Linked DNA regions of Drosophila melanogaster: region 1 is linked to region 2. Evidence: chromatin contacts called from public Hi-C data. All regions are on one chromosome and are shown on one strand. The core of a region is the stretch at or near the end of the contact, and the rest is flanking DNA. Distances in the headings are between cores, read along the strand shown.

Region 1 (2,909 bases), core at 279-2,778, 260 kb after region 2:
AATTGCATTGAAAACAAACGGTTAAGAATGTTTATAAACAAAACACAGAAGGAATGCGGTGGGTGGATGGTGGAAAAGTGGGCGGGGCTGGGGCCAAAGTGGCGCAGAAGGTGAAAGTATAACGATAAACGTAAACAGTAAGTGGAGGTGCGAAAAAAATGCGTAAACACAAATCGCATTGCAACAAAAAAAGAGTGTGCACCAATCAGCAACATGTTGCTAAGACACCAGCAACTTCTACGGCAATTGAGCGAGAGAGAGAGAGAGTGAGCGCGAGAGAGACCGAGTTCATTTTCGAAGTTCAACTTCGAAAGAGAGTACTTCTTGGGTGATATGAGAAATAACATTGAATTTTCATGCCGGCTGGTGTTGTTGTTATTGCACTTTTACATGCAGCTGAAAAACAGCAACAAAGAAGAAAAAACCAGGAAAATGCTGAAATCGCTGCCTCCCCCTGTTTTCGCCACCACTCCCATCAGACATTGACCTTGATAGTGGTCGTTGTTTTTGTTGCTCTTCTTCACTTGATTGAACGACAAAAAGTTGTTATTTTTGCTTACCGGTAAAAAAAATGGTAATCGATATGATGAAGTATAATTTAGTTTTATTGGGACATTTTCGAATGATACATTTTTAATGGACAGGTGCAGAAATTGATACACTTAGATGAGTAATTTAATGAGCTTATTATTTAAAAAACTAATTGCTAAATCTGTTTTCAAAAATCAGTCATACTTATTATCGCTCGACTGTCTTTAAATCTGCTTTAAGTTTTTATGTGTTTAATAAAAAAAGAAATTAATCCCCAAGCTTAAGCAACATGAGAAATGTTGAGTTACCATTTCAACATTATGTGTTCATATTTTTACAATGGGCTTGGCTTTTCTCAAATATGATTATGATGTTTATCATGTTATTGACTGTCACAATATCACAGCCAAGGAACTACCTATGTTTTCCTGAAACTTTCCATAAATCGTCTTAATGGGCTCGGTAGATAAATAAAACGAGAACAAATAGCAAATACATACAAGTTTTTGGGTGACACTCAAATATAATTGGAATTGATTAGGAATTAAAATAATACTTTTCAACGGTTGCTAAACTACATGATTGTACATCTTTTGGGATATGTACATAAGAGTTCAACGGCATACGATTTTAAATGCAAGGTAAACAAATCGTAAACATTCTTTGGTTGGAAAAGACAGAGCTAGGTGTGCACTTTTAAATAAAAATGTGCCAAGCAATATTTAAAGTAAATTTTTTTATGATTTTATTTGTACTTTCGCCAGCAACATGGACAATTTTCCAGCGCCAGCGAATGTCAACTGCAACGAAAATGTGCGAAAATGCCGATTAGAACGAGCCCGAATGAGTTCATCCTCTCTCTCGGGAAGTTCATTTCCCCGAACTCTCTCTCTGGATTCGGCAGCGGCAACCGATGTCGATGTTGCTGTCGTGTTGTTGCCGCTGCACATGTTGCAGATGTAGCTGCCGTCGTCAGTCGCTCGAAACGAATTTGGAATTCAGTTTTTGACTCGACGTCGCAGGAAACGGACGTGAGTGTCTCGCATGTTGCCACAATAATCGAAAAGAAAACTCTGAACGGAATACGAGACTTTTTTCAAGATATGTGAATCACTAGTGGATTACTGAAAACGAAAATAAATACCAACGAAAATATTTACCACAAATCCCAAGCAAACGATACGCGCGTCGTGCAAACTAATAATAATAAATCAAATACCACAAATATTCTGTGTTGAGTGATACTCGAAAAGTTGTCAAAAATCAAAGCGAAATTCGCAAGCAATACATTGGATTAACAATTGGCTCGAAACCGATTTGATTAGCTAGCAAAAGACAAGCAGAAACAGTTTATCAAACCACTTGACAAATATCCGTTGGACTATAAAAGCAGAAAAGCGGGTAAGTGGGCAGGGAAATGGAAAATGAAAAATCAAACCTGGATATGCCGCTGAGAAATTGAAAACTTTTACGCACCGGATTAGTTGGCGATTTTGGGTTGAGCTTCTGTAGGCGAGTGACAATCTTCTTAGCAAAGATCAACGGAATTTCCCTTTGATTTGGGAATTACAACATTAAAGTATGTTTTAAAGTTGAGTTTTCTAATCTTCAGAGTGCAGTGCTTACTAATTGAAACGAACTGAAAAAAGGCATTCCAGCGGAGTGAGGCCGTAAAAAACGAGATTTATAGGAGGAAGTTGGGGAATTATTCAAATAAGCAAGTGAAGGATTATATCCGATTCCAAACAAAATTCCCCGAAAGTGTGCGTTGTGTCTATCGAACAGATATGTTTATCCATATAAAGTTACGCCCGAGTGATGAGTGATTTTTGTGGAAACAGCAGATAGCTGTGCAGCTATCTGCTATCAAGCCATAAAGCACAGAACTCTTGTGGCGACCCATGCGGCTCCATCAGAATGTAAACAAATCATCTCTGGGTTTCGCTGGAGCTGCGGCTTCTTCCCTTCTTCAAAGCGTAGAAACCGCCAAAGAGACGAGAAAATAAAGAGAAGAAAAGACTGCGAGGGACCTTTAATTATAACCAAATACTAGTTGAGGCGACACCTTTGTTTACCTGCATTTTCGAGCGCTGTGTTTTTCCATTCTGTAAATTTGTTTAAATTATTAGCAAACGCGCAACAAGTGCAGCCAGTCGAAGTTCATTATTTTCCCCAATTCTTTGGCGTGTAAATCCTTTGGTAAATAAGTAAAGTATACCCCGCCTGTCGTCGGCGCAACTCATAAATTCACGCAAAATAAAATTTATGCTTATGGCTGGAGCTGGGGAAGTCGGACAAGAAGATGTACGAAGGATCGCGATAAGATCTGGTCTTAAATGAGTTGTTAAACGGGAATCGTGGTCGCCATGGATATAAAT
Region 2 (2,748 bases), core at 105-2,604:
GCTTTCTCGGAAAAAGGAATTTCTTGACATACAAGGTCGTCGTCTGTGGCCGCCTATCTTGACATTCGGTAAACATGCGGATGTTTTCCACCTACTGGGACACAGACGATAGCTCCGGGCTATTAATAGATTCGCCTGTATTTGTGATCTAGATTTGGAGCAAATATTTGCTTAATACCGCTGCGATTGAATACAAACCATAAGCAGTTCAAATTGCGCGCCCAAACGACTGTGTGCAACACTGTTTTTGAGCAGGCGATAGCCCGGGAGCAATCGATAGGCAAACACCGTCTGGCGCTGTCAAATCGAGTGCGCAGGCGATAACCATTCGATACCGAACACTGTGGCTGCACATACGCACCCCCGTTCAGATTGAAGTTAATAAATTAGCAAAATAGTCTTTCGACGCAACAAAATTCGCCGTTTACCACTACCGCCGCCCAGTCGCTGCAGCTCGTCGTGCCGTTCCGTTGTTGCATTTCCACTATTTTTTTTCACCGATTTGCCAAATACGCCGTCGATGTGCGCTAGGGATGTGCAAAAAAGTATCGACTGCGGAAAGCAACTCGTCAAGCAACCTTGCTCGTTATCGCTACAGTACGCAGGGAAAAAATAAAATTAGCAACAAAAGCGTTTATAGCAGCCAAGTTACAGTGCTAGACGGCGCCGAAATATCACATCTTGGCTAGAACACGCCTCGCCCGCCCATCCGCGACCATCGCATCAGGATCCTCCGATCGGAAAGTTGGTAAATCCGGGGGAAAATCGGCCGAAGCAAAAAGTAGCAGCCGAAGCAAGAGAGCAGCAGCAGCAGTAGTAAGAAGCACAGCAGAAACGGGCGAAAGAGGAAACAGAAGAGAAAAGAAGCAAAAACGCCAGGTTTGAACGACTGCTGAAAAGTGTCCTGGTGGTCAATTGGTACTCGGACTGCTCCTTCTGGCCTCCCGGCAATCGGACACAAACCGACCACATCGGCGGTTGGCAATTGGCAGTTGGCAATTGGCGATCCACATCCAATCGACGTTATTATGAACAACAATAGCAAGCGGAAAACCCGACCCACTGGCGGCGGTGCCAGCGGCGGCATCTCAAGGTAAGAAGAAGCAGCTTTGACCAGCACCACCAGCACCCAGCTGCACTGGCAAAAACCAGGGGCGATAGCGCAGGGGCGTCATTTGAGCAGGGTGCTTCAGGTGAGCCGAGCACGCAGAGGTACCAGAGTCAGCAGAGTGCCATGCCACACAACAAAGGGGGGCACAAACGCACACCACTGCATTTGGGGCTGGTTTGTTTTTGCCTTTTGCTTTTTGCCTTTGCTTTTTGCCGTCGCAGTTTGCAGTTCGCCGTTGCCCTGACAAATTGAAAACCCGCGACAACCGAAAGCGCCACAAAGAGCTCTTTTCTCTCCCGGTCCGGTTGACTAAAAAAAAATTAAAAGGTGAAAGCGCGTCTCGTGTCGTCTTTTTTCACATTATTATTTTTTTTCTTAATCTCGTGAATGCTACCTACTACTGCATCATCTCATGGAAAACCATTCTTAAGCTTTTTTTTTGTTGGTTTTTTGGAATGCAAATGGCGCTTATATAATAGGCCATCGCGAGCCCTGTGTGTCTGTGTGTGCGAGTGAGTGCAAGCATGTGTGTGTGTGTTTGTGTTTCAAGAATCGAACTTTATGCTTTGTTTACATTTCCCTTTCACAATGGCCAAATGTGTGTAGAGAACATAATTTGTTTAAAGGTTTCCGTTTTGTCGCACCAACGAGTCGCATTGCCACCCCCGTGAGAGGGTGCTCCATAGCCCCCAACACCCATTCCCCACCCCTGTCCTCCTGCTGCTGCGCCCTTAAAATTTTCAATTGAAATATGACTGCAGCGCACACAGGCACAGCCACAAACGCAGCCACACAACAACATTCACATCCGCATTCGGACACAGTGCGGCGCATAAGTATCGGCACGTCCGCCAGTTTTATCAATTTATCTGTGAAAAACTGTGCAGATATGTATTTAAGAAATAGTTGAGAAACAAATCATATAAATATAAATACATATAAATACCAAAAAAAATGGTCAAAAAATCATTCATAATGCAAGTTTGCAGGCGTAAAGATAGTAGTGGTCTCTTCAATAACTCAACCCTATTTGTATAATGTAATTAGGATTGTGATTTATCACAGAATAAATAAATCAGTTATGGAAAGAACCAAATAGCAAGTGTTCCCAAAATTGCATTGTAATGGAGTAGAAATGTGTCAGTATTGTGAATCACTATGACTAAGCACTTTAAAATATTTTCACATTTTTTAAAGTAACATTCGGTGATTACTAACGAATGTTAATAAATGTGAAGACTATCGTTGAAATCATACAAATCATAGCCTGTACTGGATTGCTGAAGAGGTATCACTGTAGTGGCCACTCACTTTGGCCTTATCATACGAGTCTTCCTCGTCCAGTCATATTTATGCCGCAAACGGTTTGAAATGCGTGTTCATTATTCATTGTGTACGGCATCAACACAATACCACATCACAACCTCAAGCTTGTGGGCACAGTGGGCCTGGGATGGCGCTCAGGGCGAATCAGGCCCACTGTGCGGCCCGTGCCCGTAGTGCCCACGGTGATGCATGGCACACTCGCTCACGTATCACGTAGTGCATTATATTTTTTTTTTTTACTCTCGTCGCTCGCCTTCTTCGAATGCAATTTCTTGCATTGTCAGCATTTTGCAGCTTTGCGTTTGCTGTTT

What was found. Hi-C and Micro-C count contacts between places; a contact is called where the count stands out from the background.
Region 1: a Hi-C map of the Kc167 cell line shows a contact between it and region 2, with 4 times the contacts expected there. A contact is called at or near these places in 2 of 107 Hi-C or Micro-C datasets (the Kc167 cell line and the S2 cell line) and 1 of 7 datasets of targeted methods (the Kc167 cell line).

Annotation. Positions count from the first base shown.
Region 1 is chr3R:15,664,655-15,667,563 of dm6, forward strand. It overlaps pxb (pxb,), which reads left to right and starts at 1,529. Exons shown (of 5, transcript NM_001275680.1): 1 at 1,529-1,932.
Region 2 is chr3R:15,408,097-15,410,844 of dm6, forward strand. It overlaps Atx2 (Ataxin-2), which reads left to right and starts at 1,355. Exons shown (of 5, transcript NM_169658.3): 1 at 1,355-1,438.